Regions from separate parts of the Sus scrofa genome. Here regions 2, 3 and 4 are each linked to region 1. Evidence: chromatin contacts called from public Hi-C, HiChIP or PLAC-seq and promoter capture Hi-C data. All regions are on one chromosome and are shown on one strand. Each heading gives the region's core, a stretch centred on a gene start, on an enhancer-like site or on the middle of the called end of the contact. The rest is flanking DNA. Distances are from core to core; before and after follow the strand shown. Region 1 holds the start of ATF4 (activating transcription factor 4). Region 2 holds the start of EP300 (histone acetyltransferase p300). Region 3 holds the start of RBX1 (E3 ubiquitin-protein ligase RBX1). Region 4 holds the start of XPNPEP3 (probable Xaa-Pro aminopeptidase 3).

Evidence for each region. Promoter capture Hi-C pulls out the DNA fragments that hold promoters and counts their contacts. A called contact is a pair of places that touch in the nucleus more often than the background predicts. HiChIP or PLAC-seq counts read pairs in DNA pulled down with a chosen protein or histone mark.
Region 2: a Hi-C map of liver shows a contact between it and region 1, with 5 times the contacts expected there. The contact joins the promoter of EP300 here to the promoter of ATF4 in region 1. A contact is called at or near these places in 1 of 5 promoter capture datasets (liver) and 3 of 47 Hi-C or Micro-C datasets (heart right ventricle, liver and skeletal muscle).
Region 3: a contact with region 1 is called in a promoter capture Hi-C map of liver, with 5 times the contacts expected there. The contact joins the promoter of RBX1 here to the promoter of ATF4 in region 1. A contact is called at or near these places in 1 of 5 promoter capture datasets (liver) and 1 of 47 Hi-C or Micro-C datasets (heart right ventricle).
Region 4: an H3K27ac HiChIP or PLAC-seq map of skeletal muscle shows a contact between it and region 1, with 5 times the contacts expected there. The contact joins the promoter of XPNPEP3 here to the promoter of ATF4 in region 1. A contact is called at or near these places in 2 of 2 datasets of contacts at active chromatin or transcription factors (alveolar macrophages and skeletal muscle).

Annotation. Positions count from the first base shown.
Region 1 is chr5:8,740,889-8,748,888 of Sscrofa11.1, forward strand. ATF4 (activating transcription factor 4) reads right to left here and starts at 4,148. Exons shown (of 4, transcript NM_001123078.1): 1 at 3,966-4,148; 2 at 3,076-3,393; 3 at 2,180-2,979; 4 at 2,082-2,177. The coding sequence starts at 3,301. The coding sequence ends at 2,160. MIEF1 (mitochondrial dynamics protein MID51) reads right to left here. Exons shown (of 6, transcript XM_001929366.6): 6 at 7,283-8,000.
Region 2 is chr5:7,390,438-7,398,437 of Sscrofa11.1, forward strand. EP300 (histone acetyltransferase p300) reads right to left here and starts at 4,078. Exons shown (of 32, transcript XM_001929213.5): 1 at 2,705-4,078. The coding sequence starts at 2,798. It overlaps LOC110260836, which reads right to left. Exons shown (of 4, transcript XM_021093101.1): 4 at 6,402-7,192.
Region 3 is chr5:7,511,032-7,519,031 of Sscrofa11.1, forward strand. RBX1 (E3 ubiquitin-protein ligase RBX1) reads right to left here and starts at 4,357. Exons shown (of 5, transcript XM_021091464.1): 1 at 4,198-4,357; 2 at 2,198-2,276. The coding sequence starts at 4,275.
Region 4 is chr5:7,578,709-7,586,708 of Sscrofa11.1, forward strand. XPNPEP3 (probable Xaa-Pro aminopeptidase 3) reads right to left here and starts at 4,273. Exons shown (of 8, transcript XM_021091468.1): 1 at 4,091-4,273. The coding sequence starts at 4,154. It overlaps ST13 (hsc70-interacting protein), which reads left to right and starts at 4,366. Exons shown (of 12, transcript XM_003481531.4): 1 at 4,366-4,897. The coding sequence starts at 4,788.

The sequences.
Region 1 (8,000 bases), core at 2,898-5,397:
GAGCAAAGCTGGCCGAGCTGACAGAACCCCAACCAAGGCTTCCTGTGTCTTCCACAGGGATGAAGGGGCTGCTTGAGTCATCCACACTCAACTGGGCCTCCGTGAGTGGACGGGCTGGCTGAGACCCCGAGCGGGAGCGGGGCAGGACTGCCACTTGCCTGCAGTGGGACTTGACGGACGCCCAGTGACAGGTCTGCTCTGTAGGCCTGAGGGGAGGCAGTGTGGACAAAAGGCTAAACTCAGGCTGAAGTGGAAGCTGGGTGGGTCCTCATCAGGCGTCCTCCCCTAGCAGGGCTGGGGCCTGGAGCCCTCGTGGCGGGATGGGCGGGACTGTGCCCACTCCTTCCCACCTCTGAGCCGGTCCGGCTGGCTTTCTTGGGGCGCTCTCCCCATGCTCTACATCCGTAACTCTCCCCAGCCTTCAAAGCCCAGCTCAGGGAGTCTCTGGTGGCGGTGGCTGTTTACAGAGGTTGCACCCGTTCGATCCCTGGCCCAGGAATTTCTGTGTGCCTTGGGTGCAGCCAAAGGAGGGAAAAAACCCCAGCACAGGCACCCTTTGCTCCAGGCAGCCTGTCATAACCTCCCAGCCTTGGACGGACAGCCCTGACTCTGGAGCTGACGCTCCACCTGCCTCCCCCACCCTGGGCTACTTGCCATCCCCACCTGTACCTGGGCAGGACTGGTGCACCTTCTGCCAGCACCGGAATTGACATGAAAACCCTGATCCTGCCCTGGAAACCGCAAACCCCCCCCCGCCCCGGTCGTCTCAGGAAACGGAAGCTCCAGCCTTCTGCTTTTTCTGGCATCCGTCTCCTTTCTCACACCCCGATTCCAAGCCCGCTGACTGACCGGCTCAGCTGGCCTCTGCTGCCCACGCTGAGCCCCGCCAGAGCGAGGCTTCTCGAGCAGAAGCCAGCTTGTCCCTCCCGCCCCCGAGGCTCCCCAAGTCACTCAGCTGACGCTCAGTTCACACGCTCCACCCCAGGCCTCTCCTCCCGGCCCGAAAGTGCGTCCTGAGCAGGTCCTCCCTCCTGCTGTCCCGTCAGGTCTGTTCACTGGCCGTCTCCCTCGCAGAAAGGACAGCAGAGATGTGTGTTCTCACCACTGAATCCCCAGCCCTCAAAAGGGTCTAGCACACAGTGGATGCGCATGAATCTTTGCAGAGACATGAAGGCTATTTCCCGACCTCCAAGACCTGCGTCCTCAGAAAGGCAGCAGGGGCCTGGCGATGGACCAGGAGCACCCCCACCTCCACCCCCGCCACCAGCGGTAAGACCCAGCCCGCCTCTGCCCTTTATCAGCCCACAGGGCTCCACGTGCAGGGGGCTGGGTCTCACTCCAGTAAACATACATTCATAGCCGTGCCTCGGAACGCTCAGGAAATGGTTATAAAGCTGCAATTTCTTCCTCAGGCACTGCTGCAGGTCTTGGAGATCAGGGCACGAAGTGACTGCAAAACTGGGTGTCAGAGCAGGAAATAAACATGTATACACGTCAACTGGAGAAAGGACCATGGGGGGGCAAATGAGCGGGAAAGGTGAGGGGCGGAACACCAGCAGTCACTTTGGATGGCCTTGGGAGTGACACTGGAACCTTGCAGGAGTTGAGGAACCAACGGGAAACCCTTGCAAAACAGCAAGTGCTGAAGCTGAGGCCAGGTGAGCTCACTGGGGCACAGGAAGTGAACGGCAGAGGCCCCTGCCTCCCGTCTTTTGGGTCTGGGGAGGACTTGGCTGCAGGGACCTGTGGAGAGGCATGCACACATACTCTGGCTTCAGACACCCTCACCTGCACTGCCCCTCACAGCAACCCAAAAGGGCTTCCTTCTAAGCCAGAGTGGGTCACCCAGATTGGCAATGAATGACTGGCATGAGCCTCATCAAAGAGGGCAGGTCACTTCCAGGGCTGCTCTCAACTCACCACACCCCCTCCTCCTGCCCCCCCACCCCATTGTCTGCTGAGTTGAGGCAGAGGGAATTACGGAGCGTTTGCACTTTACTTCTGACCCTGGTGAGAAAAGTGGCTCCAGGGGGGATTGACTGGAACATTTATCTGAAGAAATCAGTCATCAGCAGTACGTTCACTACAAAATAATTTATTGCAACACACAGCTAAAGCCCTAGCCTATGTACAAGCACATGCACACCCCTGCCCGGCAGCTAGGGGGCGCGTTTCTTCCCCGTGCCTTGCGGACCTCTTCTATCAGATCTTTGAGATACTGAATCTCCTTGGCCAAGGAATCTGCCTTCTCTTTCAGAGCTTCGTTCTTCTTTTCCAGCTCTTTACATTCGCCAGTGAGGGCCTCCTGCTCTGCCCTCTTCTTCTGGCGGTACCGAGTGGCTGCTGTCTTGTTCTGCTCCATCTTCTTCAGCTTCTTATCTAGTTTCTCACCCTTTACTTTTGCTGCTACCACCTTCTCTCCAGGAGGATCATAGGGTTTGGGCCGGACAGAACCACAAGGGGCCCCGGGAGAGAGCAAGCTCCTACTTGGAGAGGCCCTGGAGGTGGAGGGACTGTGCTGGGGAGAGCCCAGATAGGAGTCAGGGCTCATACAGATGCCACTGTCATTATCTGAGGGGGCATCCTCTTCCTTTATGCATTGAGGAATCAAGGTAATGTAAGTAGTGGAGTCTGGCTTCCTATCTCCTTCCGAGATTTCCACTTCACCCTGTATCTCTAAACTAAAGGAATTATCTGGAGTGGAAGACAGGGCCCCTGGGGAAAGGGGAAGAGTTTGCAAGAACGTAAAGGGGGCAACCTGGTCAGTTGTTGGTAAACTTTCTGGGAGATGGCCAATTGGGTTCACTATCTGCGGGGGCTCCTGGAGTGGGGGGTCAAAGAGATCACATGTGTCATCCAACGTGGCCAAAAGCTCATCTGGCATGGTTTCCAGGTCATCTATACCCAACAGGGCATCGAAGTCGAACTCCTTCAGATCCATTTTCTCCACCATCCAGTCTGTCCCGGAGAAAGCATCCTCTGCAAGAGATTTAAGAGGGACGGAACCCAGAGTCAGATGCACGCGGCAGCAAGGCTTTATCACCAGACCCCACCGGCAGGGAAAAGCCCACTCACCCTTGCTGTTGTCTGAGGCACTGACCAACCCATCCACAGCCAGCCATTCGGAGGAGCCCGCCTTAGCTTTGTCGCCGGAGAACCCATGAGGTTTGAAGTGCTTGGCCACCTCCAGATATTCGTCTAAGAGCCCTAAGCTCTCTTCAGCCCCCAAACCCGACGGGTCGAAGGGGGACATCAAGTCCCCCACCAACACCTCGCTGCTCAGGAAGCTCATCTCGGCCATGTTGCGGAGTTTTGATGGAATCGAGGAATGTGCTTAATTCGAAGGTGTCTTTGTCGGTTACAGCAACGCTGCTGCTGAATGCCGTGAGAAGCCTTAACAGGAACCAGAAACCAAGCCCCATTAGAGAACAGCTGGTCTGAGCCTTTCGCCTCTCCACCCCCGGGGCAGGACGGCCAAATCCCGACCCCGTGTGGTTGTTGAGACTTGGGGGCCGCTGGCCCCGGCTGCCAACCTTCCCCGCGTCCGCCTGGCGGCGCAAGATGGACGCCCGGCCGTTCCCCGACCCGCCACCAGAGGAAGGCGCCCGGTCCTCCCGGCCGAGTCCGGCCCCGCCCACGCCCGCCCGTGACTCACGCCGCGGCCGCCGCCCTGCCCCGCCGCCATCTTGGCTGCTGCCACGTTTCGTGGAGCCCCAGGGGGAGCCCCGGCCCCCCGGCCGGGGCCGGAGGTACCGAGGACTTCGCCCCACGCCCGAACAGCGCAGCGGCCTCTCGACCCAGGGGCGCTGGCGCTTCGGCGTCACCCCATCAGCGGCCACGCGTCCCGGGCGCTCGTAAAACCGCTTCCCCCTCCGCGACGCCGCCGGACCGCGCCCCAGCATCAGACAAGAACCCTTCACCGACCCGGGGGGACACGGCCCAGAGCGTCGGGCCCCGGTACTTACGCCATGGCTTAAGCCGCTGGGGGGTGCCGCTGCAGAGCCTGGTGCTGCTGCCGCCGCTGCAAAGGCCAATGCTGCCGCAGGCACTGCTGCCTCTAATACGCCATGGCGGCCGCGGACCCTGCGGGAGCGGAGGAAGAAAAGCGCCCACTCGCAGAAAAGGACTACATCTACAGCGGAGAGGAAAAGAAATGGCGGCGGTTCGCCGAGCGCGGGTCCTTTATAGACTCTGCCTCTGTGGGACGCATCACAGAGAATATTCTTCCGCCTAGGTCACGTGACCAGCGCCTCCCACCCACGCGCTTTCATTTAACCGACGCCCCTACCATTTCCAGTCTCTGACTTTTATGTCGAGGGCGAAACTGTGAGGACCAAATGAGTTACTTTTATTTACAGCCTCAAAAAAGGGCGCACTACTTTACAAGGCTTTTGAGATCTAAGGATCACCACCGTCCGCTGCCGGGATGCGCGGAAGGATCTTGCACAGCTACTTCCGGTGCTAGCCCGAGAGGCGGAGACGAGTCTTTCACCCCAAGAAGGGCTTTTATTGTGAAGTACGAGGTCTCCTGGTTATCGCGCGAGCTACTGGCGGAGAGCGCGCGTCGAAATGATTGGTTAGGCATGGTGAGTCATATATACATCGAGTTTCTATTGGCTCAGGCTCCGAGGCGGGCGGGTTGTTCAGCGAGGGAGCCCCTGATCTGCGCGGGAAGGTGGGTGAGGTTCCCGCCGCCGGGCCCCGGCGTCCTGCTCGCCGTAGCGCCGCTCTGCAAAGGCTCCCTCAGCCCCGCCCACCCAGCTGGCCTTGATTGCCCCGGGCAGCCCTGGCCCAGATCCAAATAGTGGCGTTAGGTCCGAATCCTCGTGGTCCTTTCCTGCCGCCCTTGGAGAAGCTCCGAACTAGGGACCGGGTTTAGGCCCGAATGTGAAACTAGTCAAGAGTAAATGTTATTTCGTCTGTTTTCACTTGCACACACTTGCAGAATACTGAGGACGTGTGAACCCTTCAGTAACTGGAAGGGGAGACTGATGACCTCAGCTGAGATCCACCTACCATCAAAGGCCTGCTCTGCGTCCTGACTCAACTCTGTAGAGGCGAGTCGAGTGGAGGAAATCCATAATCCTGTGGTCTAAACAATTGTATTTTTACATATCCATTCTGCTAAAATACAAGTTTCCTTTTATGTTAAAGAATGAAACCTATGACAGGGGAACTTCTTTCAGTTTATGTAGTTTCACTTCCCCTAAAAATGAGGTATTTTATTTAGCTGCTCTTTCTCACTCTAGGGTAGTTTCAATTATTTACCAACTCTGTAACTCCGCGGCATAACCACTTCCCAGCAAGTCCTACTGCCTGGGTGCTTGATCAGACCTGCCCACTTAGGGGAATTTGTGTGTTTGGAGGCCACAGTCCAGGTTAGGGCCAGTAACTTGCCCTCTCTACTGGGGAACTGTCAAGAGCTAGGAGAAAGCTCTTTCACCATCTTCCAGTCCTCCAATCAGGCCCTGTAGGGAAACCTTGAGTTTCCACTCCCCTTCATTTCAGTGGGCCCTACAAATATTATTTCTATGAGGACAGTGAGGTCAAAAATTGGTCAGGCACTTCCTACATAACAACTAACCATTCATTGATTTGAGTCAGTCTAGCCCAACCATTTCTTTACAGTGGTAAGCTGATGACTAAAGGCATGACATGTCTTGCCTGGTGTGGGCAGTATGGGGTAGGAGTTATGACAGATTTAAGGGCCAATTCCAAAAAATCTTGGCTTTCCCATTTATTAGTGGAGACATTCTGGTTAAGTGACTTACCCCCACTGAGTCTTCGTTTCCTGATCTGTAAAACGAGGCTAATGATGGGTATCCTCATCCTTAGAATGAAGTTAAGATAATATATTCACAGCACTGAGCCGTGCGCCTGGTACCTGGTAAGTGCTGGATAAATGGTTGCCATTACTCCTGTGACTAGAACGCAGGTCTTCTAACCCACCTCCCATCCCCATCATATCCTGCTCCCTCAGAGGACTGTTATTTACTGAGATGAAATCAACAACTATAAACAGCTGGTCTAGGAAAGCATACTGGATACTAGGTATGGTTTTTCTTTCCCCTTGGGGAATCTCAATTCTCTGGAAACATGTACAAGGCATCTGGTCTTTTGGTGCAAAGACAGTAAGAATCCCGAGCCACTACCCCCGAGCCACTACCCAAGTCTTCCAAAGGTGTCATTAAGGAGCCACGGGGCATGTCCTCCTCTCTGCTGTATGGGAGACTTGTCAGTGCCTCTTGATGGATGTCCATGCAGATGCTTAAGAAGTAAAGTAACACTGCCCCAATTGGACACCGTAGGAGTGGAATAACCCCATCCGTTCTATTATGGAGACCCCAAGCAAGCACTCTGATGCACCAGTACCACTCACGTAGGAAACTATTTCCCACCACACACACGAGTCAAAGCTGTTGGAAAGGAGACGTTTCTTTTCTTTCCAGGTTGTGGAAGGGCAACGTGTCCCCCAGCTTTATTTCCTCCCTCAAGGAGAAAAAGGATAGTAGTTTTCTGGGTCTTGGGGCTAAGCTGCTTCTATATGGACAAAACAAGGAAGACTGATGACTGATTCCAAATCTATCAGCTAAACACATCAACTGCTCACTGAAGGGCAGATTAGTGACTGGGAGGCAGGTTGTGGACTTGGTTGCAGGGGCCAAGAAAATACAGATTATGAGGCGATCAGAAGGAAAAGGTAAACAAGCTGCATGCAGTTAACTCCAGACCCCACATCTCTTGTTATTTGGCCACCTAGAATCAGCAGCATCTGGAGGCTCAGCAGGTTAAGGATCTGGCGTTGTCACAGCTGTGGCTCAGCTCACTGCTGCTGTGCAGGTTTGATCCTGGGCCTGGCCTGGGAACTTCTGCAGGCTATGGGCCTGCCCTCCACCCAAAGACAAAAAAAATTTCAGAGGGCTACTTCTCACAGCTCTAGTCTGAAGTGTTTCTTACCATTCTCTTTGGCCTTGAGCTTCAGCACAAGGGGCAGAGTTCTAACACATCCTGTGAGGACAGAAGTTCTCAGCCAGGGCCACAGTCTCAGATGTGCCACAACTGGCAGCAATCGGGATACAGGGGATTCCCTACTTCCACAACCCTCCTGGGGCCTCTGCGGGGCCTTCTGATCCTGAAGCTGATTCGTCAAAACCATCTGAGCTCTCAACCTGAATAGAGCGCAAGGGAGCAAAACCAGCTCATCTGTGGAGTGTGAACAGGAGGCCCATGAGGGGCTGAGCCCTGGAGACTGCAGGCTTCACAACACAACTTTTCCCACCATGAACTTCAATTATTCCTTTATTTGAAGAAAAAAAAAAAAGTCACAACCAAGTGTATAAAGAAAAATACTGTTGTCCTGAACTCATGTTTCAGGAATGGGCAACAGAGAAAACCAAAATACACTTTGAAATTGATTAGGTTTTTGATATGAGTATTTTTTAAGCATTAGGCTATGTGGTTTTCTAACCTAGATGGTGCAAAAAATTTCCAGAGGGAGAAGTAGGAGCAGATGCTATTACTTCAGGCAAAGGTGGGAGTTACTGAGTGGGAAGGCAGAAAGGTGGGGAAAGGCCCCACATCTTCCCCCAAAGATTAAAAAAAGTGAATCTTGAAGCACTTGACTGTCCTCCGTGTACTATGATGAGACTGGTCCATCTCAGACGGCAAACCCCTCAGGACCAGAGCTGACCCCACTGCTTCTCGTTCTGAGGACTCCTAGGAGGTTCCTGCTTATGAAATGGCAAAGTTATGAGTTTTGGTTTTGTGAAACATAGGCAGGAGACAGAGCTGCCATCAGAAAGAAGCTCTTTAAGAGAGGAGATAAGCTCAAATCACAATTACACCTGCCTTTGATAATTTGGGATTTAGTCTTTAAGGGGAGTTCCCGTAGTGGCGCAGTGGTTAACAAATCTGACTAGGGACCGTGAGGTTGAGGGTTTGATCCCTGGGCCTTGATCAGTGGGTTAAGGATCCGGCATTGCCGTGAACTGTGGTGTAGA
Region 2 (8,000 bases), core at 2,828-5,327, 1.4 Mb before region 1:
ACATCATTTTTATTCTGCATCAGTGGATAACCTTAGAAATTCCAAATTTGAGATGTAATTTGTTTTGTAACGCTTTAGCATGTCAACCCAAGTGGATTCCAATTTTCTTTCCTATAAAACTGGCACATGCAAACATTCTTGGCAGGTACACTTACACTACTAAAAAAACCTGCAAGCCTCAATCATTTAAAAAAAGTTTCTGGAGATCATTCCGAACAATTCTAGATAAAATGCATCATCAAGTACCAAGGAATGATTTACAATGACATTTATAAAAAAAAAAAAAAAATCTAGGTGGCAACTCAAAAGTAAAAATGTAGAAGTTAAAAAGTTTGAAACGTAAGGTTTAAAAGTATTTCTGTTAACAGTTGCCTATAAACTTACACTGACTACAAAGTGCTGGATGCAAAAACCAATCAAAATGTAATGGTGCCCAACATGAAGTTAAGTTCACAAGGGGACAGTATGTTCTTAATACCCATTCTCCTCTTTCCCCCTTCAAAAAATCCAGACTGGTTAGGATTAAAAACTGCAGGATACCAGATAATTCCTGGAGTAGACAGAATTTTAAAGGGACAGGAGGAACAAAACCAAAGTTCACTACAAAACTTAGAGAAAAGTAATCAAGACTAAGATAAACCCTTAGACTGAGTTAACCAAGACTGAGTTAATCTCAGTGTTGAGGTTCTTTTTTTTTTAATTATAAAAACCCACTTGATACATTTAGGACTCTTATAATTATTCAAAGATATTTCAAGTAGCAAAACAGTTTCTGTGTATTAGTCAGGTGAGACACCACCAAACTGAATTAGCTAAAGTTACCAAGTACACATATCAAATATGGAGAATGCAGTAGTGCACCTGAACAGTCCCAACCGAGCACAGCTTCCCTCTCAGGACTTGTACTACTTCAAGACAAAGCTGCTCAAATCAGGAGTCATCAAATAATGTATCTAACAAGAATTCTCTACAATACCCCAAGTCACCAGCTAACTCAAATGTAAAATCCAATACCACATTACCAAAAAAAAAAAAAAAAAAAAAGGCAACAACTACCACAGTACACAAAAACTAAAACCCACCAAAAACCTACAGGTGAAAAACACGTCTAAACATGATCTAAATATCCTTCTGCATTTAGTTAAGTGCATTTTACTAAGTGCAAAGTAATACCATACTCAATATGTGTAAGAATTCCGAGAAAAAACAGGTTAAAAAAAAGTTTCTCAAGACTACAGACACTGCAAGGAATGAAGACAGATCAAAGTTCATGTATTGCCAATGCTAGAAGCCTAATGTGGACGGACTCTGCAAAAGTCCCACTGCAGGTTACCTCAGGCTCATGATACAACTTTCTCCTAAAACCAAAGAATCCAGAGTATTTGCCATATCCTCACATTTTCACCCAAGCATAGTTCTAAGAAATGAAGCCTACTTAGAACTATGCTTTTACAAGTTCTCTACAAACTCGAAGGGTACATTTAACTCCATTATGCACCCTCCATAGCAGATGGAGGGATGACGTTGAGCCTGCTCTCAGGGAGTTAAAGAGATGCTCCGTAGTAAGGGGAACAGCGTGTAGACTGTCAGATGGTCAGCCATTCTTAGTCTTCATTATCCTGGCACCTCCAACAACTATGAGAGCAAAAGCGAAGGCCTGTGGCCATCAGGATAGCACCAAACTAATCGCAAGGGAATAGATGGAAGTCTTCCTTGACCAAAGGGCCAGTCCACAACCAAGTAAAAAATTTGAAGAGCTCTTTTAAACTGTTATCTGAATCTCCATATATGTTTAAAGTGTAAAAAGAATACACATACAGGAAACGTACTTAATGTACATTTTGAACTTTTGTGTGATCAATTCATGTTTGCAGTTCATGATTGGTGCTCTTTCACTGCTAATCTTGATTGCCAAGTACATAACTCCATAAAATCAGTTATGCCCCTCAATCTTCCCCAAAGAGAAAGTAACTACAAACTGCAAAGAAAATGCCTCTACTCTCTTCCAACCCAAAACCCCAGAATTTCAGACATTTCGATCTTACACCAAAGAAATAAGAGAAATAAAATGAACTGCGCTCCATATTGATTTTTAAAGCAAATAAGGAGTGGAAGCAAAAAAAGCTAGCAATGGCAGGCAAAGTAATTCACGCTAAATTTCAGGTTTGACGTTTAACTTCACGTCAAACTTAAAATCCTGGATCGCATACACACAAATAATTAAAACCAAGACTTTTTACACACCCATTCTCAACAGAAAATCTTATGCAAAGAGAAATTCTTGAAGAGTAGAAAGGAAACAGGACAAGTGAGATTAAGAAGAAAAGATTGACAATTTCTCATATACCAACAACAACAAAAGAAATTAAAAGTCAAACTGCATAAAAAACCCTTACATGTAAACGCACTGGCAATTCCAAAATTAAACTGTATGGGAGCAACAATAAAGGCCATTTCTACAGCACCACTCAGGAGCTCTAATTCCAGAACACACATCGATATGACATAGTGTTGCAATGAATGTTTTAGGAAGCAAAGAAAATGGTTGGGCTACTGGACGCCTTCGACCAGCTCATTCAAACACCTTTAAAATTAATCAAGAGGCAAAGAAGTAGGAAGAGAGGAAGAAAACATGGACGAATAAAGGTGCAGCGAGCAGAAAAGATCAAGGAGGAGGTGGGAGGCCTGGGCTCCCAAGACTAACCTGTGCCATCGCTGGCGGACGCCGAGAGGGCCGGAGATGAGAGTTTAGGCCGCTTGGCTGAAGGCGGCCCCGGTTCCACCACATTCTCGGCCATTTTTAATTCTTTCGGAGATACAGGCGAGGAAAACGAGAATCCTCGGGAAATCTCTTCTTCAGCCCGGGGTCCCCGCCCGGATCCCTGGGGTGGGCTTGGGGGACTCCGCCGGCCCCCGAAGGGGGTGGGGGAAGTTCCTTTTTCTCTTCGCCGGATCGCGGTGGCTGAAGAGGGATGCGGACTCGATAGAAAAGGTAGGGGCGAGCGCGAGGGGCCGGGCCTGGGCCCAGGCCCGGAGGAGGGCACAGGCACACAAATGCGCCGAGCGCGTCCGCTGCGGCGAATTCCCGAGAACTCGCGACTCTAGAGGCGCAGTCCCCGGCCCGCCACGGCCGGCCCCTGCCCAGCCGAGGTCTCTCGGAGCTCCGCCGCCGCCATCAGCTTCTTCCTCCTCGGCGCTGTCCTCCTCCTTCTCATCGCCACAAGGAGGCGGGGGCGAAAAGGGGGGAGAGGAGGAGGCGACGAGAGACACTCACCTCCTCCCGGTGCCCCCTCCCGGACCTGAGCCCCCACCCTCCGAACCCTCCTCCTGCCGCCGCGCTCCGCGCCGCCGCCGCACCGGCCCCTAATGGCCGCAGAGAGCTCGCCCGAACCGAGAGCCAGGCTGGCGCCGCCGCCTCACATCGCGCGGCGGGCGGCGGAGGCGCGGCGAGGACGCCGGGCCCGGAGCTCGCCGACCCAGAGGGCCAAGGGGGCCGGGCCGAGCCGCGCCGCCCGCGCCGACACCAAGCCCACCGAGGAGGCCCCGCTCTGGCGGGCGGCGCAGGCGGCTTCCCCTCGCGCCGCGCTCTCCTCTTTCGCTCTTCCCTCCCGCGGAAAATAAATAAATACGGCCGCCGCTACGGCCCCCACCCCCGGCGACCAGGTGCCGGGAGCGCCCGCCCCCGGGGCTCCGCTCGGGGCCGCCCTCGGCGGCGGGCGAAGGCGCCGCGGGGCGCGGGGTTATGTAATGGTCCCCCCTAGGCGTCGACGCCGGCCCGGCTCCCGGGCCGCGGTGGGGGTGTGTGCGGGCGGGAGGGGCTGGGGGTCGCCTCAGCCCGTGCGCCCCGGGCCCCCTGCCACTGTCTCGGCCCCTGCCGCCTCTCTCCGGCCCGGCTCCCCTCCGTACTCTCGCTCTCGCAGTTCGCACTCAGCCCGGCGTCCCGCTTGCCCACTCTCGCCCGCTCCCTCTCGCCCTCTCTCCCCCCCAGCCTAGCACACAAACAAGATGGCGGCTGTTGTTTCTTCCCTCTGCCGAATCCTCCTTACAGGCTAGCGGTAGCAGCGGCGGCCGGAAATGAGCCAAAGGGGGGGGTGAAAAAAAGGGGAGGGGTTGGGCCTCCGGAGGGAGGTGGCAGGGGGCGGGGCCTCGGGCCTAGCGGCTCACACAATGGGGGAAGAGGATCCGGGGGCGGGGCCGGCTCCAATCACGGGATCCGCCCAAGGCCCCAACGCGGTTGGCGCTTCCGCAAACTCCCCCGGCGTCACCCGGTGGCTCCCTTTAAAGGGGAGGTTTGAGGGGGGGGGGGTCAGGGGCAGACTTGGGATCTATTTTCAGTCGGTGGACACTTACCAGGGAAGGTGCCTGGGCTGGGTCTCTGCGTAGGAGCCCGGTGGGAACCGGGGGTGACGGAGCCCAGCAGTTACGCCGGGAAGGCGCCAAGTCACCGCACAGGTGGCGGAATAGGAGCGCCGTGGGGATGGCCCTGCGCCCCGGGCCCTTAGCTGACTGGTCTTCCGAACCCCGTTGAATTTAGCAGGCAGAGGATACCCTGCCGCTCGATATTCCGGGCCAGAGACAGTGCGTTCTTCTCCATCTCTTAACCAAATGGAAAAGCTCATATCCAAAAACCACGCCGATTACGAGTTGTTGTTTCCTTTTCCCCCTAACTTTCCAGTTTTTTTTGCCAGTGAACATACATTATTTTGATAATCAGGAAACAAAAATCACAGCAGCGAGAAGATGTTTTAAGACCAGATCCAAATTATTTCTTGCTCACCACGTGGACACACGCCCCTACCAGGTAGCACTCTAACCAAAGGAGCCTTGAATTATTTTCTGAACACGTCCTGGACCTGAAGACATTTTAGGGTGTTTCTTTTAACCCACTCTCAAAAACCAGCTTGAAACAACAACAAACACGTTTAGGCAGTGCCTTAAAGATAATGTATGGGGAAAGAAGCAGAAACATACTGTGCTTAAGGTAATGTAAGGAGGGAAAAAAGCAGAAAAAGAAGTAATGATGGAGGAAAATGCTTGAATATAAATAAAATGTATGTGTGACAACTGTTGTGCAAAGGAGGGCCTCACCAGCATTCTTTCGCATTCCTACACGTTACAGGATTCCTCCGTGTTTGGCCTTGGGTAAATTGGTACTCGAAGTGGCAAGGTCTCCCTAAAGAAACTTCTATCAGTAGTATCAATGGAGATAGTTAAAAACTTTTAAAGCGTATTTCAAGTCTCATGCTCCTTAGTTGATGTTTGCCTATTGTCGAGTTTACTTTGTTTTTTGTTGTTGTTTATTGCCTCCCCCTCTCCCCAGAATTGAACTACTTGTTTATTGAATTTTAAATGAATAGGAGAATAACTTTTAAGAGCCTAGGAGTGAAAATCTTAACGAAGCAACTCAGGTTCCCACCAAGGATGAATGCTGTTGTGTGATTTCAGGCCTCATTCACCTCAACTGCAGTAGAAAAGCAGGCAGATTGAAAAGGACAGTTCGACTTACCTTAAAGTTGTTTGGATTCACCAGGTAGGGCTAAGGTCGGAATGGGTCAGAATGATTCAATTATTTTTAGCTGTTTTACCCACACTCTCAGTAAAGAGAACAGAGGAAAGAAATGTGGACAATACCTGCAAATTTCGCCTGTATATTCCTCAGGGGAGGTTGCTCATCTGACTTTTTGAAGAGTTTCTGACTTTTGGGCAAAGATTTGCCTAGTTTTGCAGAGACTAAACAGTGTTCAAACACCTAGCCAAATATACTGCGGGACTAGGTATAGGAAAGGCTCAAAGAAGATCTGAGGGACATCTCGTGAGAAAATTCTGCTAAGAAAGAGGAGTCAGGGGACCATGGACCTGCCCCAAAGGAAAGGCTCTACTGTACACAGGGGATTCTGATGTATGGCACTTCTTCCTGGGATTGATTCCTCTGGGTTTTACCCTGAGTCCAACCCTGAAGTCAGCCATGTTGGAAGTGGCTGGAGAAATGTTATCGCACAAAATGCAATCAAGGTGAAACTGCAGGTATGTTCAAAACCAGAGAATTGAATCTTCAGCTTGGCTTATAGCTAGCCTAATCAAATCTTTTTTATTTTATTTTATTTTTTTTTAGCTATGGGGATATTTTATTAGATGCCATTATCTAATCAAATAAATTTAATTGATTGTGGAATGCTACTTGTAGATGAAGAGTGGGTTCATGAAGAAAGAATTGTCTGCCAGTAGCCGTGTGGTGGGGGCAGGGAAGGGAGGCACATGAGACAGTAGAGGCATATGAGAAGTAAGAGCTGGGACACTGGGTTTAAATTCTGGCTCTGTCACCTAGCAGCTCTGTGACTTGGGCCAGTTCCTCATAGGTAAAATGGATTTCTTTCTTTTTTCTTTTCTTTTCTTTCTTTTTCTTTTTTTTTTTTTTTTTTTTTGCTTATGCCTACAGCATGCAGATGTTCTTGGGCTGGGGATTGAACCTGTGCCACAGCAGTGACTCCTTAACCACTAGGCCACCAGGGAACTCCTGGATTTCTTGATTAGACTTTCTTTATTGTTGTGAAAAGTAAACATCATAATTTATGAACAATGCTTATTACAGTGCCTAGCATATGGAAAGTACTCAACATGCTTTAGTTGTTTGTAGTTATCCTTTTCAAAAGGGATGGAGAATGAAAATGCAATGTAAGGTGATTAGCAGTGCCCAGAGCCTGGCCATTGCTCCTTGGCTACCACACTGGCTTCTCCACAGTCAGAAGAAAATGCCTCACAGGGTCATCTAACTCCTTTGAGATGTTCTCTGTTTATCTTGCCACGTACTGATCACTAATCTAGCTTCCCAGGTACCCTGAAGGCCAAAAGGAGACCCCTAGAGAGTAGGCACAAAAATAGGAGGAGAAAGGTGTTACCCGAGGGTGAATCCATCAGCTGCATGTAGACGAGATGCTACCCACATGACCCGCAGGCGCAGTAGTCTTGGTTCACTCCAACCCCCGCTCCCCAGGATCTATACCTTTTGTTTTGTGTTTCTTCCACCTCTGCGTAATCCTGCTGTCTCTTTGTCCAGCTGGATATCTGGACACCATCTACAAGTCCACATAGTCCTCCCGATGCCTTCTTCCTTGCCCTCAACCATCAAGTCCTGTGGATTCTACTTCCTGAATTGTCTTCCAAAGCAAGATGCTGAACCATGTGCAGGAGCCGCCTAGGCACAAAAATTAAATTAATAAGGGCCTTTATAGGTGTGCCCTCCACAAATTTTTCCAAAGCCTTTGTCATCAAGGGAAAAAAGTTCACGAAATTGGTTTGTGCCTGCAAATGAGAATGTGGACGGGGTTGTAAGAGCGGCTGCACAGCCATCACAAGGAATCCCTGATTTATATATTATATATCCTTGTGAAATGTTGTCCATGTCTGCAAGAACACATTTTTTTCATATCACACATTCAATGAGGTCTGTTCTTAAAAAGAATTTTAATAGCCAGTATTGGCAAAGGTGTGGAGCTTTGATGCTTTGATGGGTGCTTTGATCCACTGTTAGTGGGACAGAGCATGGCACAGACATTAAGGTTCATAACAAATGTTTATAGGCTTAGAGAAACCCAGTATGTCTAAGATGTATTCTCTAAGTACACAGAGATAAGACTGTCCCTGCAGCATTGTGACAGTCCCTCCCCCACCCCAAAAAGGGGAAACAAACCAACAGCCCATCTCTACATGAATGGTTGAAAAAAACAAAAACAAAACAAAAACAGCCAACTGCGGATATGATTCACTTATATAAAGTACCTGGAGTCGTCAAATTCACAGACAAAGTAGAATGAGTTTGTTTTAGTTTGGTAAGACGAAACACCTCTGGGGGTGGATGCTGGTGCTGCTGCACAGCAGTGTGAATGTACTTTATGCCACTATGCACGTGAGCATAATTATGATGGTTAACTTGTATGTTATGTGTATTTTACCACCACTAACTTCAAAGTTTTAAAATGGTGAAAATGAAAATTATATATATA
Region 3 (8,000 bases), core at 3,107-5,606, 1.2 Mb before region 1:
TGGCAAGCATGTAATCAAAACCCCCACCCAAGCACATTTAAAACTGGGCGTGTGTTTTTCTGTGATAGGTGCCTTCTCTTTATACTAAACATCATGGTAGCTGCTGATCTGCTTGGACTGTCCTATGAAAAGGTAAACAGGGTCAAAACTCAGAGAAACCAAGGGCCACAAACTACCAACACAAAATGGCTGATTTGTGCTTTCCAAATTGCAATGGTCACAGACGAGTCCCCTATTTTGTTTTTATTATTAACTGAGCAAATATCGAGGGAGAACCTATTATGTACTGGACACTAGGCTAGATGCTGGAAACACAGGAGTAAATAACATGGACTTATAAATAACCAACCAAATCAAATAACTGCTATAAAGGACACTACAGGATGTCTTAGAAATATTTAACAGAACTGTCATAGCTTGTGTTTGTGTGTATGGACATAGGGTCACGGAAAACACCTTTGAGTGAGTTCAAGGTAGGATCCCAAGACCAATCATGGGTTAGTTTTACACTGCCTAATAAAGCAGACACTGGCCAAGTGTGGTTACTGAGCATGTGAAATGTGGCTAGTCTGAACTGAGATGTGCTGAAGAGTAAAATACACTGTGACGACCTAGTACCAAAAAAAAAAAAAAATTCACTTTAAAATACTGATTACAGAAAGTTCCTATATGTGGACCTATAATAAATAAATAAATAAAAAGAAAATACTGATTACAAAAAGGGGGAGGGGGAGTTTCCTTGTGGCCTAGCAGTTAGGGATATGGCATTGTCACTGATGTGGCCTGGGTTCAATCCCTGCCCTGGAAATTTCTGCATGACACATGGATAGCCCCCCCAATTAATTAATTCACTAATTAAATACGGATTACATTCTGAAATAAAAATATTTTGGAAATAATAGGATAAATACAATACAAATCACTTGTTCTTTTAACTTCATTAATGTGAGTACTGGAAAACTTTAAATTACATATGTGCTCATATTTATGGCTTACACTTAGACTGAATAGTGCTGGGTTTGAAAAAGATAAGGGGGAGAAGAGGCGGTGAATATTCCAGTAGGGGGAACAAGATATGTAAGAGCTCTATACAAGACCACGGATAGTTCCAGAATAGAAGGAAAGCCAGGGTACTACCAGAGTAAGGAGAGTGGCTCGAGATAAAGCTGAAGAGGCACGTATGTGGTTTTCAAAATAAGTTAAAATTTCAATTCTAGAACGTTGAAATTTCTTTGCCCTATTTCTTTCGTGTGTGTGTGTGTGTGTGTGTGTGTGTGTGTGTGTGTGTTTAGAGTCATACCTGTGGCATATGTAAGTTCCCAGGCTAGGGGTCGAACCAGAGCTGTAGCTGCCAGCGCACGCCATAGCCACAGCCACACCAGATCTGAGACACTTCTGTGACCTACACCACAGCTCACGGCAGTGCCAAATCTTTAACCCATTGATCAAGGGCAGAGATCAAACCCCCGTCCTCATGGATACTAGTCGGGTTTGTTGACCACTAAGCCACGACGGGAACTCTTCTTTGTCCTCTTTCTGATCTCAGTAACAAACCATTTTAGTAACTGAATAAAAAGTAACCTCAACTGCTCCTGGTGTGATCAATAATTCTTGCCCCTAGTACTACAGAAATACTAAGTCCATTAACAGCTATAATTAAACCTACTGTGTGCTGACCACTATGTGTAATGGACTATATGGAAATTTAAATGAAATTTTCTTAGAGCAATTAACTACCTATTTAGATGTTGGCAGTGATGTTAACTACATTTGGGGCTAACACTGAAAATGCATACTCCTTAGACCTCTTCATAAATCTTCCCCAGCAAACATTTGCTCTGCTAGGATATTTTAGCTCAAAGTTAATTTTCTTTCTTTCACTATTTTTGCCTTTAAGTCTGGGTGCAAGATGGGAAATGGAGAAGAAATAATCAACAGTACCTCTGTGCCCGCAATTCATTCTAAATGTGGCCTTATCTTTAGATTGAATAGCCTTATTCTGAGAGATGGATATGCCTTCAGGACACCCTAAAAAAATTACTTTATTTCAAACATACCAACACACCAAATGCAGAAGTCCCCAAGTGCTAAGAATATACTTTATCTTTCCTCGTGAAGAAGAAAATTGGTCACATCAGGATAGCTGCAATCTCTGTAACCTTCTCAAACTTCCTCCCATCCTCCTCCAATTACTTACAAAGATCCATAATGTGGTTCCTGCAGATGGCACAGTTATCAACCACAATATCCCAGGCCCAGAGGGCTACTGCATTCCACTGCAAAGAGAAAAAGGGGGAACAATGCATGCTACTCTTTTAACACAAGCGCACACGCGTGCACACACACACACATACACATACACACACACACTCCAGGATTTCATCCTGTAGTTATCACCTTTTTGGCCACAAAGACCACCAAACAAGAGTTTCTGGATGTTACATGACTCTTTTTTTTAAAATTATATCAGAGAGCATCAGTAGGCTACACGTATGCTTACCCATTCTCTAAACTGTCAACTATATAAACACAAATGAATATCATCTTTTATTTTTTCCTACAGTTTAATTTAGTCAGCCATATCAATATAAATAAATCAGGAATAATTTATAAGTGTCGGTTTTAGGTCTAATAATCACAAACTTGAATTACTGTGCAGGTTCTCCTGGCAGTTGCAAAAGAGCTCAATTTCTGCATAAATACCTGCTCTTCAAGGCAGCTTTTACGCAGGAATGGACAGGTGAAGGCTAGGAAGAGAATGAACTAAGATGTTGATTGGATCATAAAACGGGTAATCGTAGGATAAGCTGGATAACTACCCAGTGTGAGTCCATAGAACAAGGTCATCGCTTAAATCTTATAAGATTATTTCACAACAAACTCTAAAATTCACTGGAATTTCGTATAGTTCCTATCATCAAATAAGCTGATGTTCTCAACTTTTATATGCTCAGACTGTTATATTTAGCTAGGATAATTTCCTTAAGAGTTTATCTAAAAGTGGTATTTCAATAATTCAACCTCTGGCTTCTGCAATAAATATTCCCAAACTCCCTTTCACCCCCTAATTTGGTGACACGTCCCAAACCTTCATCTCCTTCAAACCTAATTTTCAATGTCTAGCAACTTCTTCAACACTTTTCACCGACAGCTTCAACTTGGAGGAAAGAAGAAAAAAAAAATCTTACTTCTATTCTTCAATATGGCTGCTGGCTGTAACTGAGCATGCAGTGCCCACAATGAAACGCCAAAACGCATTAGACGGGGGAATACCGTCAGGGTTTAGCTAGATGTTCCAGGGATAAAATCTTCCCTATTTGGAATCTTCATTTTGGACAGATTTGTTTTATCTAATGTGGGATGGGCACTTTTCTCCCAAACTGCTGGCAAATCACTGTAAGGCATTTCATGCAAAAAGACACGTTCCACATTTCTTCTTTCCCACTTTACCAGGTTGTTCGCAACTTGTATTCAACCCTCCCTACTTGAAACAATACTTGGGCTCCGTTTTCTTTTTAACAAATTCCACCATGCCTTTTTTTTTTTTTTTCGGATGGGGATTCTGGATATGACCGCAGGACTGGGGCGGCTGTGTAACAAATCAACAGACCTTTCAGAAGAGCCAAGAGTTACACTCGAGAAACTAACTCGGCAGGGGCGAGGGCCAGAGAGGGCTAATGGAGGCCTCGATTAGGCGAGGACCAGGTCGAGGTTCCTCAGAGGGACCCCAAGCTTTGGATAGGGGCGGGGCACGGAGATCACTAGCCCGGTCCTCAGAAGCCTCCAATGCGGTAGGACCTCAGGTTCCCGGCTTGGGCCGTACTGTCCCATCCTCCACCCACCGCAGCCCTCGACTCCCCCTTCCACCCGCCCCACCCTCGCCTTCCCCACCCCTCCACCACTCCAGTGACAGCTCAGGCGCTTGGCTCCTGCATCCAAGTCGCAACCCCGCGCATCTCAATAAGCACCTCCGTGATTGGCCCCTCAGCCTCCGAGCGAAACCAACACTGGCACTGACAGTGGGCCGCAGTCACGCCGATCAACCCTAAGACCCGCCTCCCGGCTTCCTTTGGTGGTACCCGGTCCCCGGAACGCCCTGAAATGAAGCCCTTTCCTCCGCGCCTTGGTCATCCTGGGCCTGCCAGCCAGATCCGCGCCTCTCTAGTTTCCCTGAGGAAGGCGCTGGCGAGACCCAACCTTTTTCACTTCAAAGCGCTTCTTGCCCGCGCCGCTGTTGGTGCCGCTCGGGGTATCCACATCCATCGCTGCCGCCATTTTGGAAACACACGATCTGTCGTCTCGTTACTGCGCCTGCGCGCCAGCGCACGTCTCACTCCCCCTCCCGTCCGGACACCTCCTCCCGCACCCCACCCCTCACTGGCGCGCGAGGGGCAAGTGGGGGCGGAGCGTGTGGCCACGCCTCTTAAAGGCGCTGGTGCTGGTTCCCCCCGCCCCCCACTCTACCCCGCGTCGGCTGGGAGGAGGCGGTTGCCGGAGCTGCTGGGGCGGGGCCGGGCGGGGCCGGGCCGACGCGAGAGAGCCGGGTGGAAATGTTCGAAAGGACTCGCTCTCATCGCCCTTCCTCGGGAAGCCCCCGGCCTCACTCCCTCCGCAGGGGCGGCGGCTGTTTCCTCCGCCTCGGCCGCGACCTGCAGCCCGCGCACAGCCTATCCTTCCCCGCCGCCGCGCAGCTCCAGTGCCCGCGGGTCCTCGTCGCGTTCTTCCGGGGAAAGGGCGAGGGTGGGCGTCCCGCCTCCTGCTGCGGAAACCCAAGACCTCACTCTTAGTGGTCTTTCTCAGATCCTGACCCACTTCTGAGCCCGGCCTGAGGTCCTAGCCTCCTTGGGCCATAGCACCTTTCCAGCCAAAGCACCTGTGCTTTCTATCACCTTCCCATTTGTAGACCACCTCTCCACTTTTTTTTCATCTCTAATCTTGCAGAGGTATGACTGCTAGATCACTCTTAAATCTTGTATTGGCTTATTTGAAATCTCGTATCTTCTCTTAAAAGAAAGCTGAAGAGTAATGGATGGTCTTGACTCCACTGTTAAACCAGAAGTAGGGTTTGTTTCCTTGTCTTAATTTTAAACAGGAAAACAAATCTGTGAAAACGCCGCAGCTTTAACCGGAGTAGAGAGAGAAGACTTGTGAGAGACCTTAAAGTTTTAGTAGGAACACTACCAAGTTTTTCTAAGACCAAGTTTTGTTAAATGAATGATTCCATATCAAGAGTTCTGTCATCTAATTTATTGTGTTCCCGCAGGAATACTAGAAACCCATAGTAAATTAAGGTATCGAGGGCATATTTATCCTTCATTCAACACTTTCACTGAATGTAACTATATATATAATATGTATTCATTAACTATGTATTATATATATATAAATATATATGAAATAGGACCTGGGGTCCTATGTATGTATATAGGTCTCATAATGTATATATACCCCAGGTACTATTATAGATGGGAGAGACTGATGAAGGAGTGAAACTTCTGGTAGGGAAGTAACACACAAGTCAACAAATAAATGCTTCAAAAAATCTCAGTAAAGGAATTCCCATTGTGGTTCAGTGGAAGCAAATCTGACCAGCATCCATTAGGACACAGGTTCAATCCCTGGCCTCGCTCAGTGGGTTAAGGATCCGGTGTTGCGGTGTTGCCATGAGCTGTGGTGTAGGTTGCAGACGCAGCTCAGATCCCGCGTTGCTGTGGCTGTGGTGTAGGCCGGTGGCTACAGCTCCGATTCGACCCCTAGCCTGGGCGCCTCCATATGCTTCGAGAGCGGCCCAAGAAATGGCAAACACACACACACACACACACACACACACACACACACACACACACACACACACACACAAAGAGTCCCAGAATGGAAGGACAAAGAGGGCCAGGCATGGGCCAGGCTGAAAAGGTAATTGGTAAAGTAAGTGCTGAAATACTTCTCAAATTTGGCAAGAAACATAAACCTATAGATTTAAGAAACTGAGTAAAAATTGATATGCCGAGACACATCACCATTAAACTTCTAAAAACTAAAGACAAAAAAAAACCTTGAAAGCAGCCAGAGAAAATAACACTACTGAGGAAAATTGATTTGAATGAGTGATTTCTCATCACAAATAATGGAGGCCCAGAAAGAAGTGGCAAAATATTTTTTCAGGATGGAAAAAACAAAATAAACTGTCAACCCAGCTCCTATACCCAATTAAAATATTCTTCAGGAGTTCCCGTTGTGGCTCAGCAGTAATGAACCTGACTAGTATCCATGAATCGCTGGCTTTACTCAGTGGGTTAAGTATCCCACGTTGCCATGAGCTGTGGTGTAGGCCAGTAGCTACAGCTCCAATTTGACCCTTAGCCTGGGAACTTCCATATGCTATGGATGAGGCCCTTTAAAGACAAATGCAATAAAATAAAATATTCTTCAGCAATGAAGGGACAATCAAAAAAGTTTCAAAGCAACTGAAATGGAACAAATAAAAATTGTTACCAAAAAAACCCCACAAGTTTCAGATGGGCGTTCCCTTGTGTTGCAGCAGGTTAAGGAACTGGCATTGCCACTGATGCAGCTTGGGTAACTGCTGTGGTGCAGGTTTGATCCTTGGCTTGGGAACTTCTGTTTGCCAAGGGCACAACCAAAAAGGAAAAAAAAAGTCTCAGGTGAAGGAAAATGAAGAGAGTCTTTGTTACTAGCAGAACCATACAAAATATGGCTAAAGGAAGTTCTCTAAAACAGGAAGGATGGAGTTCCCGTTATGGTGCAGCAGAAACAAATCTGACTAGTGTCCATGAGGATATAGTTTTGATCCCTGGCCTCGCTCAGTGGGTTGGGGATCCGGCATTGCCATGAGCTGTGGTGTAGGTCGCAGGATGCAGCTCGGATCCTGCTTTGCTGTGGCGGTAGCGTAGGCTGGCAACTGTAGCTCTGATTGGATCCCTAGCCTGGGACCTTCCATATGCCGAGGGTGCAGCCCTAAAATAAATAAATAAATTAATTAAATTAAATAAAACAGGAAGGAAACAATAAAACAAGGAAGCTTGGAACAACAGGAAGAAGAAAGAAAACAGTAAAAAAAAAAAAACAACAGGTAAATTTGACAGGCTTCCCTTCTCCACTTGAGTTTTCAAAATCATGTTTAACAGTTGAAGTAAATCTTATAGCACTGTCTTATGTGGTTTTAAATATATATGGAGGAAATATTTAAGAAAATTATAAACTGTGGAGGGTAAAGGAACATAGAGGAAAGTAAGTTATCTATTCTTCCCTGGTAAAATTATGACACCAGAGTTCCAGTTTTTGCTCAGCAGTAATGACCTGACTAGTATCCATGAGGAAATCTGTTAAATCCCTGGCTTCACTCAGTGGGTTAAGGATCCAGTGTTGCTGTGGCTGTGGCATAGGCCAGCAGCTGCAACTCCGATTGACCCCTAGTTTGGGAACTTCCATATGCTGTGGGTTTGGGCCTTACAAAAAAAAAAAAAAGACACTAGTATACTGTCATGAGTTATTATGTATATATAATGTAATAACTAGAACAACCATTTTAAAAATATAAAAGAGATACACTCAAAAATATAGACCAATCAAGATGGAATTCTAAAACAGGTTTATGTAACTCACAGGAAAGCAAGAAAACAAAAAGCAAGATGTGAAAAACAAAGAGAACAAAACAAAAAATGAAGCAATAGACTTAATTCTTATATCAATAATTACATTAAATGTAAATGGTCTAAATATACCAATTAAGAGACAGAGATTGGCAGAGGAGATTAAAAAAGCCTGACCCAATATATGCTGTCTCACTTCAAAAATTATGATATAGGGGAGTTCCTGTCATGGTGCAGTGGTTAACGAATCCGACTAGGAACCATGAGGTTGCGGGTTCGGTCCCTGCCCTTGCTCAGTGGGTTAACGATCTGGTGTTGCTGTGAGCTGTGGTGTAGGCCGGCGGCTACAGCTCTGATTAGACCCCTAGCCTGGGAATCTCCATATGCCGC
Region 4 (8,000 bases), core at 3,023-5,522, 1.2 Mb before region 1:
GAGATGCAGGGCAATCAGGCTACTGCCATAATCCAGGCAAGAGACTGCAGTAGCTTGGCCAGGGTGGTGGTAGAGGGATCAAATCCTGGATATCGTCCAAAGGCAGGGCCGGACGGAATTTGCTGACAGACTGGATGCTGGGTATGACAGGAGTCAGGGTTATCGGGCCTTAGCAGCTGAAAGAATGGAAGTGCCATTAATCTGAGATAGGACCACAGGTGTTAAATTTTGGATGTATTACATTTGAGACAAGTGAATTTATTAAGCAACAAAAAAGAATTTCCTGCATCCTGCATACTTCTATCTCTGAATTCTTCCCCTTTTTAGCAAAAGATCTTTTGATCATATTTCTATCTTAGAAGTGTAATTACTGTAAATTTTAATGTGGGAGCAAATAACTAGCAGCATGAAAACCCAATCACAGGTCAGTGGTACACAGCAATGCAACAAATTTGGAAACCAGAAAAAATTCTAAGAGCTACTATTTTTAAATGACTGCTATAGTAAAGTGTGAGCTTTATTGTTTTGTCTGATTTTTAGTTGGTGGGTGGGTGGGAAGAAAAGGTCGTTTATTCTATAGGAGAAACTGGGGACAATTAGCACTTAGTGCTTATTTGCAGAATATAAAATCATGAAAGCTTAGAGTATTTTATTTTTTTTTGGTCTTTTTGCCATTTTCTTGGGCCGCTCTCACGGCATATGGAGGTTACCAGGCTAGGGGTCGAATCGGAGCTGTAGCCACCAGCCTACGCCAGAGCCACAGCAATGCGGGATCCGAGCCGTGTCTGCAACCTACACCACAGCTCACAGCAACACCAGATCCTTAACCCACTGAGCAAGGGCAGGGATCGAACCCGCAACCTCATGGTTCCTAGTCGGATTCGTTAACCACTGCGCCACAACGGGAACTCCAGCTTAGAGTATTTTAGATGCTACTTATATAAAATGTGCTATTTAGCAGGCTTTATTGGTTCTCACAGACGTGGGACTAACAAGACTAAGAAAAAACGCAATTTTTCAACAACAAAAGCAAAAATCAGTGTCTGAAAATTTAAGAACACAATGACGTGCCCTCCGATCCACTTTTATTTTTATTTTTTTTGTCTTTTTAGGGCCGCGCCTGCGGCATATAGAGGTTCAATCCCTGGCCTTGCTCAGTGGGTTATGGATTTGACGTTGCTGTGAGCTGTGATGTAGGTCGCAGACGTGGCTTGGATCTGGCATTGCTGTGGCTGTGGCGTAGGCTGGCAGCTACAGCTCTGATTCGACCCCTAGCCTAGAAACCTCCGTATGCCAGGGGTGCAGCCCTTTTTAGACCAAAAAAACCCCAAAAAATTAAAAAGAAAAAAAAGACATACTTCAAAAAAGCTTCTTCGTGCTTGTTAATGATTTAAAAGCTTTGTACCAGTCTTTCTATTACAGAGTTCTGTGACTTTAGATGTTATGTCCGCCAGGATGGCTCCATTATTCCAGTTGGCTTGGTGAAAGCTTTCTTTCAAGTCTCACATCAAATATCTCCTAATCTTTTAAAGTCACGACCATATTTCTCTGCCTCCAGAAAATAACACCTTTTCCTTCTCCCCATAAGAATATTATAATTACTTGCTTTTTCGTCTATCTCCTATGATGATAGAAACTTTTTGTGCTCAGTGCTCATGTGTGATGCTCAATTAAAGGCTGGGTTTTTTTGGTTTTCTTTTTTTTTTTTTTTTTTTTTGGCTTTTTAGGGCTGCACCTGTGGCACATGGAAGTTTCTGGTCCAGGGGTCGAACTGGAGCTGTAGCTGCTGGCCTACACCACAACTGCAGCCACACCAGATCTGAGCCGTGTCTGCGACCTACACCAGCAGTTCACAGCAATGCAGAATCCTTAACCTACTGAGCAAGGCCAGGGATTAAACACGAGTCCGGTTGCTACTGCTGCACCACCACGAACTCTCTCAATGTTTGTTACATGAACAAACTGCAAACAGGCTTTTAAACTCATTTTCTACTTAATCTTTAATATTTTCAATATTCCCCTTCCTTACTCACACTTACATTTATCTTAAATGACCTAGTCTTTTTAAATATAAATTACTGGAGTTCCCGTCGTGGCGCAGTGGTTAACGAATCTAACTAGGAACCATGAGGTTGCGGGTTCGGTCCCTGCCCTTGCTCAGTGGGTTAACGATCCAGCGTTGCCGTGAGCTGTGGTGTAGGTTGCAGACGCGGCTCGGATCCCACATTGCTGTGGCTCTGGTGTAGGTCAGCAGCTACAGCTCTGATTCGACCCCTAGCCTGGGAACCTCCATATGCCGCGGGAGCAGCCCAAAGAAATAGCAAAAAGACAAAAAAAAAAAAGTATATATATATATAACTGATGCATCATTCCACATTTTGCCCTTTCTCAAATGACTAGATGGTGTTAATATCTATAGATTACAACAAATGAAATCACACTCAAATTAGCTAGTCAAAACATTTTCACTTTGAGAATGCACTGAATTTCCCAGAAGAGAAAGTTCCCTACGGTGCTCAATACACAGAAGGGCCTTTCTAACAAGGACAAGCAAGAGCACCACAGACATTCAAAGTTCTATTTATGACCACCAAAAGCCAGCGGAATTTTCTAAAACTTAATAAAATCCTAGAATAACATATTTACAACCCATTACTGCCTTGCTTGAGCCCCCATGTCACTTGAGTCAAGACACTATTATCATCCTTTGCTATATTCTTATTTATCCGTTGCTTTTCTAACATCTACCTGGACTGAGAGCAACTCTAGTGAAGTGGAGATTCATCCACAATGACGACTAAAAAGTTGTTAACTGAAGATACATTCTTTCTGGCTTACTAAAAAGTTCCAAAAGATGGAGTAGCTCAGCAGAAACGAATCTGACTAGCATCCATGGGGATGAAGGGTCAATCCCTGGCCTTGCTCAGTGGATTAGGGACCCAGCATTGCTGTGAGCTGTGGTGTAGGTCGCAGACGCAGATCAGATCCCGAGTTGCTGTGGCTGTGGCATAGGCCGGCAGCTGCAGCTCTGATTAGACCCCTAGCTTAGGAACTTCCATATGCCATGGGTGTGGCTCCAAAAAGACACCCCCCCCCAAAAAAAAGTTCCAAAAGGGCTCTACTAAGCCAGAGTAAGACCAAGTAGAGGTATAACAGCAAAAGGTCTAGATGGCAATCATACAACTAACATTCCTGACTTCTTACTTGTTACTGTGTTAGTTTCAGTTCCCCATCGGTAAAATGGTATTTGCTCTAACTTATTGGAATTGCAACGATCCAAGAGGATCATTCATCATTCACTCATTCAAAAAGCCTATCTATGTATATTATATTAACATTAAGAGGTGGTTAAAGTTATTTATACTGCTGAAGCAAAACGAAGCATTATGAATACTTTGGTGTGTACCAAATACAGTACCTTGCCCTAAACCTTGATTAATCACGTTTTACACAAAGCCTCAACAAATGCAAAAGTCACAAGTAAAGGCAAAGAACTTTAATTGTTCGTGACAGAGTACACCCTAAAAAAATGGCCCCCATATTCCCGGACTACTCCATCTGGCCTTAACAAGCAAGGCTTCCAGACATAAAAAGCCTCACGAGTATCTCTGACAGGGAACTACTCAAAAGAATTTGTATTAGCAAACATTCGTTTCTTGTCCATTCTGGAGCTGTTAAATCTTTGAAAACACGAAAATACAATCTTACGTTCACTTAATAGAAACGAGAGTCACTCGATGTGAGACACTTTGACACCTGAGCAAGTGTGATACCTGCTACAACTTCCATGAGTCCAAGTTACTGTGAAGACAGCCCCTGCGGGAAGACAGGGCACGCTTTTCTCTCTGCAATCATTTCAACCTCCCCGAATACCTCAACGGTAGAGCGAACACAAGGCCCACCCTTTTCCAGAAGCAGCAGGTAGAGAAGAAATCCCAGGAGCGCACAGAGGGTCTGGGAGTGGAGGCCCCAGCAGGAGAAGGGTCCGCCGAACCAGGAATCTCCCGAGATCGACGTGGTTCCCTCTGGTGCGCCTCAGGCTTCTCAGCGAGCAAGCCTTGGAGGGGACACTGTGGGAGGTGAGTCTAACCTGAGAGGCTGCGGGCGCTTGCTACGGCGGGAACAAGCTTAGTTGCTGAGAGCAACCAAGGCATGACTGCCACGCACACGGACCTGGGAGAAAAGGAAAAAAAAACAGCCGTAGAAGCGGCGCCCCGCAGGGCTGCGTCGCCAGGAAACCTCGGCCAAGCGCCCCTCCCCTTCCGGCCGGCGCCGCTCGCCGGGCTTTCCTCCCGCGGCGGCGCCCAATGTTGACGTCACGTGCGGAGCTGTGACCACTGCTCCGGCCGGAGAGCCCTTTGGGCGTCATGACGTCGTGTTACATTTAGTGGCCACACTCACAGAATGTCCTGTTCTAAATGGCTCCCTGCAGGGGCCGAGAGGTCCTGCCCTCCTTGAAAGCACGGCTGGGGACTTAACCATGCAGAGCTGTGGTTCTGAGTTAAGGCTGTAAGAATGCGTGCGTGCAAAGGCAGGCACCGCACGAACAGCCACACTTCTAGAATGTTCTAGCTAGTGCGCAGGGCAGAGGTAAAGGGAGCAGGAATGAACGGGCGAAGGACCCGGGGTCACGAGACCGTTGGGTGGGCGGAGCCAGCGGCCGGGGAGGTTCTAGTCTGTTCTGCCTCGCGGCAGCCGCCCCCTTTACGCCACGCTGAGCCAGCGCCCGGGCCTGGAATCGGGCCACAGCCACCGCCGAGCCCGCCGCCTCCCGCCGCGCCCGGACCATGGACCCCCGCAAAGTGAGCGAACTTCGAGCCTTCGTGAAAATGTGTAAGCAGGACCCGAGCGTTCTGCACACCGAGGAAATGCGCTTCCTGAGGGAGTGGGTGGAGAGGTGAGACCCGGGCCTGAGGACCGTTGGGGGTGGGAAGAGGGACGGCCGGAGGGGGAGCTAGGCGGGAGCTGGCGCGGGGCGGCGGAGCCTGGAGCTCGGTGGCGAGGCCAGTGGCGTCGCCTTCGCTTTGTGGCTCGCTCCGTGGCCGGGAAAGCTAGGCGCCCTCGAGGGTCCAGTGGGGGATCGGGGAGCTTAGGTAGTTGAGAGGCAGGGAAGGCAGAGGCCCAGCTGCGTTCCTTGCCCCCGGAGGCCGCCGGGGGTGTGTCTTGGGCGAGATGCAGGCGATTGCGGGGACTTGGACACGGAAGACGTGAGGGGGAGGGGCGCGAGCTGCGAGACTCGGCTTTCGCGTGGAGTTGTTTTTCTTGAAATCTGGTGTCCTGCTTAGGTCGCAGTGACACAAAACAACTCCCTTACGCACTGTGTCTTTAAAAGTGTTGTAAAAATGATACCTAGCTTTGATTACATTTACAACGACTTTAAGGGCGTAGAATCATTTTGGGAATCGCTTTTTATATCTGATTAGTGGCAGTACCATCACTTCAGGCACTTTAAGAAAAATGATTTTTCGAGGACCCGCGTGTTAACACGATCTGTTCTTGTTATCTTTAACTCCAGAGTACGTCGCTACGTGCATGGAATTAACTGAACAGGCGTTGTGCCAAATGCTAGCGAGGAAACAGTATAAGTACAATCTATTTAGGGATACAGATGAATAAATACAAAAATTCGTTTTGATATGTAGCGTGTAATAGAGATTAGTATTCTGCGTTTTGTGGAGGAATTTAAGGGAGAAAGGGAAATCTTTCCCGAAGTGATTTTTAAAATTCACTACTACGTGAGGAATTTTGAGAGGTGACATACTAGTTGCACCGCGCAGTGATAAATAGCGACATTGCAAAACAATGTGAGCCCTAAAAGGTACTACCCTAAATGATCTGTTTATTTTACTAATTTTTTTGCGCGGGACATTGAACCCATGTTTAGCAAATATTTGAAAGAATGGGTCTTCCAGTAAGCTTGTTCTAAGGAAGAAACTTAAGTTCAGATCAATCAGCTTTTGGTGGGATAATAATGTTTTTTCTCTAAGAAGTTTCTCAGTTCTCCTCCCTTCCCTACTGGTTTTTTAGCTACTCTAAATAAGATATTTCCTCATGTTATTTATGTAAAATTCTGAGACTACTTAAGGATTAGTTACTGTAGTGATTTAATTGCTAAGTTAGAATACCTTTTTGCCAATTTCTGCTTTTTAACAGAAAAAAAACCTGTAAGGTGCTGTTAGATTTTCAGGACTAGGAATTGAGGTTTAGATTTTTAGTTGTTCTCTCTTTTGTAAAACTTGATGATCCAGAAGCTTCGCTTAAGACATTTGTATGCTTTTGTTCTTTTATTATTTACTCATTAGAGGAAGTAGCTTACAGTTAATAAATTGTTTCTAAAATTCCAGGTAAAACGGACTTATACTACAGGAAGAAATAGCTGGCACCAGGGCTGAACATTGTACTGAGTGGGTACAATGTCTTGTTCCACTTACGTAGAAGTAGAGAGGGTACTGACAAAAATGTTAAAACATAGCTAAGAATAGTGTTGTAATTTGTGCTGGAGTGGCTATGTAGAGAATTCCAATGTAAAGTCTGGAAAATATTGTCAAGCCTTGCTTCAAAACAATTGCCGTATTTCTTACTTTAACGTTTCCCATAGGTGATTCTGGTTCTTCTTTTTGGTTCCACTCATTTTTTTTCTTTTGGTAGCCTAAATTGTTAGTTTGAGTATGGGATGAAGGATCTTGGCGTGTGTATGCACCTTACCCTCAGCTTGAAATTGAGATGTTACAAGTTGAGATATTACAAGTTGTTGTTTTTCTGTTTTAATCTAAACTTACATTTTTGTAGTCTCTGGGATGTATCAGTTCCTCTCTTTTCTGCTTTCTTACCGGACTTATACTACAGGAAGAAATAGCTGGCACCAGGGCTGAACGTTGTACTGAGTGGGTACAATGTCTTGTTCCACTTACATAAAAGTAGAGAGGGTAGTGACAAAAATGTTATAGGAGATTGGACTGAATGTGGAGACTCTAGGTCCAGGAATATTCTGTAAGCCTAGTCCTACTTTTAGGGCTCTTCAAGTAGAAACCGTCTCTGGTTTTTCTCTGCTCCTTACTAAATTAGACATGAATACCCATGCTTAGACATGGAAGAACAGTCCTTTTGCTTATTTGCCATAACTTCTACTATTGTTTAGAGCCTAAATTTTATTTGCTGTTAAGAATTTGTTAGTTTAACAAATTGAACAGAGAGATAAGAAAAAAAATTTGGCCCAATAGGCAGTGGGGATCAGGGAGGCTACATTTTTCAAGAAATTTGTTTTGAAATTTTTTTGTTTAGAGGTGGAAGCATTTTCTGAGCTCTTTTCTCCTGTTTGACAATCTTACCTACTTTGCATCTTGTAATTGCTTTCATCATTTCATTTAATGGTAATTTAAGAATAAAGAGCATATCTTTGTATTCTAGTCTCCAGCACAGTGTGTGGCACCTGGACTTTCAGCCAGTATTTCACATTCTTGATTTTTTTTTTTTTTTTTTTTTTTTTTTTTTTTGCCTCGCCTGTGGTATATGGAAGTTCCCTGGCCAGGGACTGAACCCATGCCACAGCAGTGACAACGCTGGATCCTTAACAGGATCACTAAGGGTGGGCCACCAGGGAAATCCTAGCAAATATTTTAAATGAACAGAATGCATTTGTACTTTCAATGAATTTGGAATATAACACCTCTTGTTTTATATAATTAACTATAGAACAGAGTAGATTGAATGTTACCAAATCAAGAGAATTATGACTGAAATCTTCCGTGGCCAACGTAAGGAAGGTCTCTGCACTAGTCCTACTTAGAAACATAAATGCTTATACTGGCAAAATCCAATTTGCAGTTTTTGGCAGGGAACTAGCTTGTTTTAAATCTTGGAAGCACAAAATGCAACTTTTGTATCTATAAATAGGTGTTACCTTCCAATAGTTAAACAATTGGGAATGTGAGAAACTCTAGATTTAGTTTATGAATAACTGTCTTGTGTTTTCCCAAGCTTTAAATTTTTTAACTTCTTGG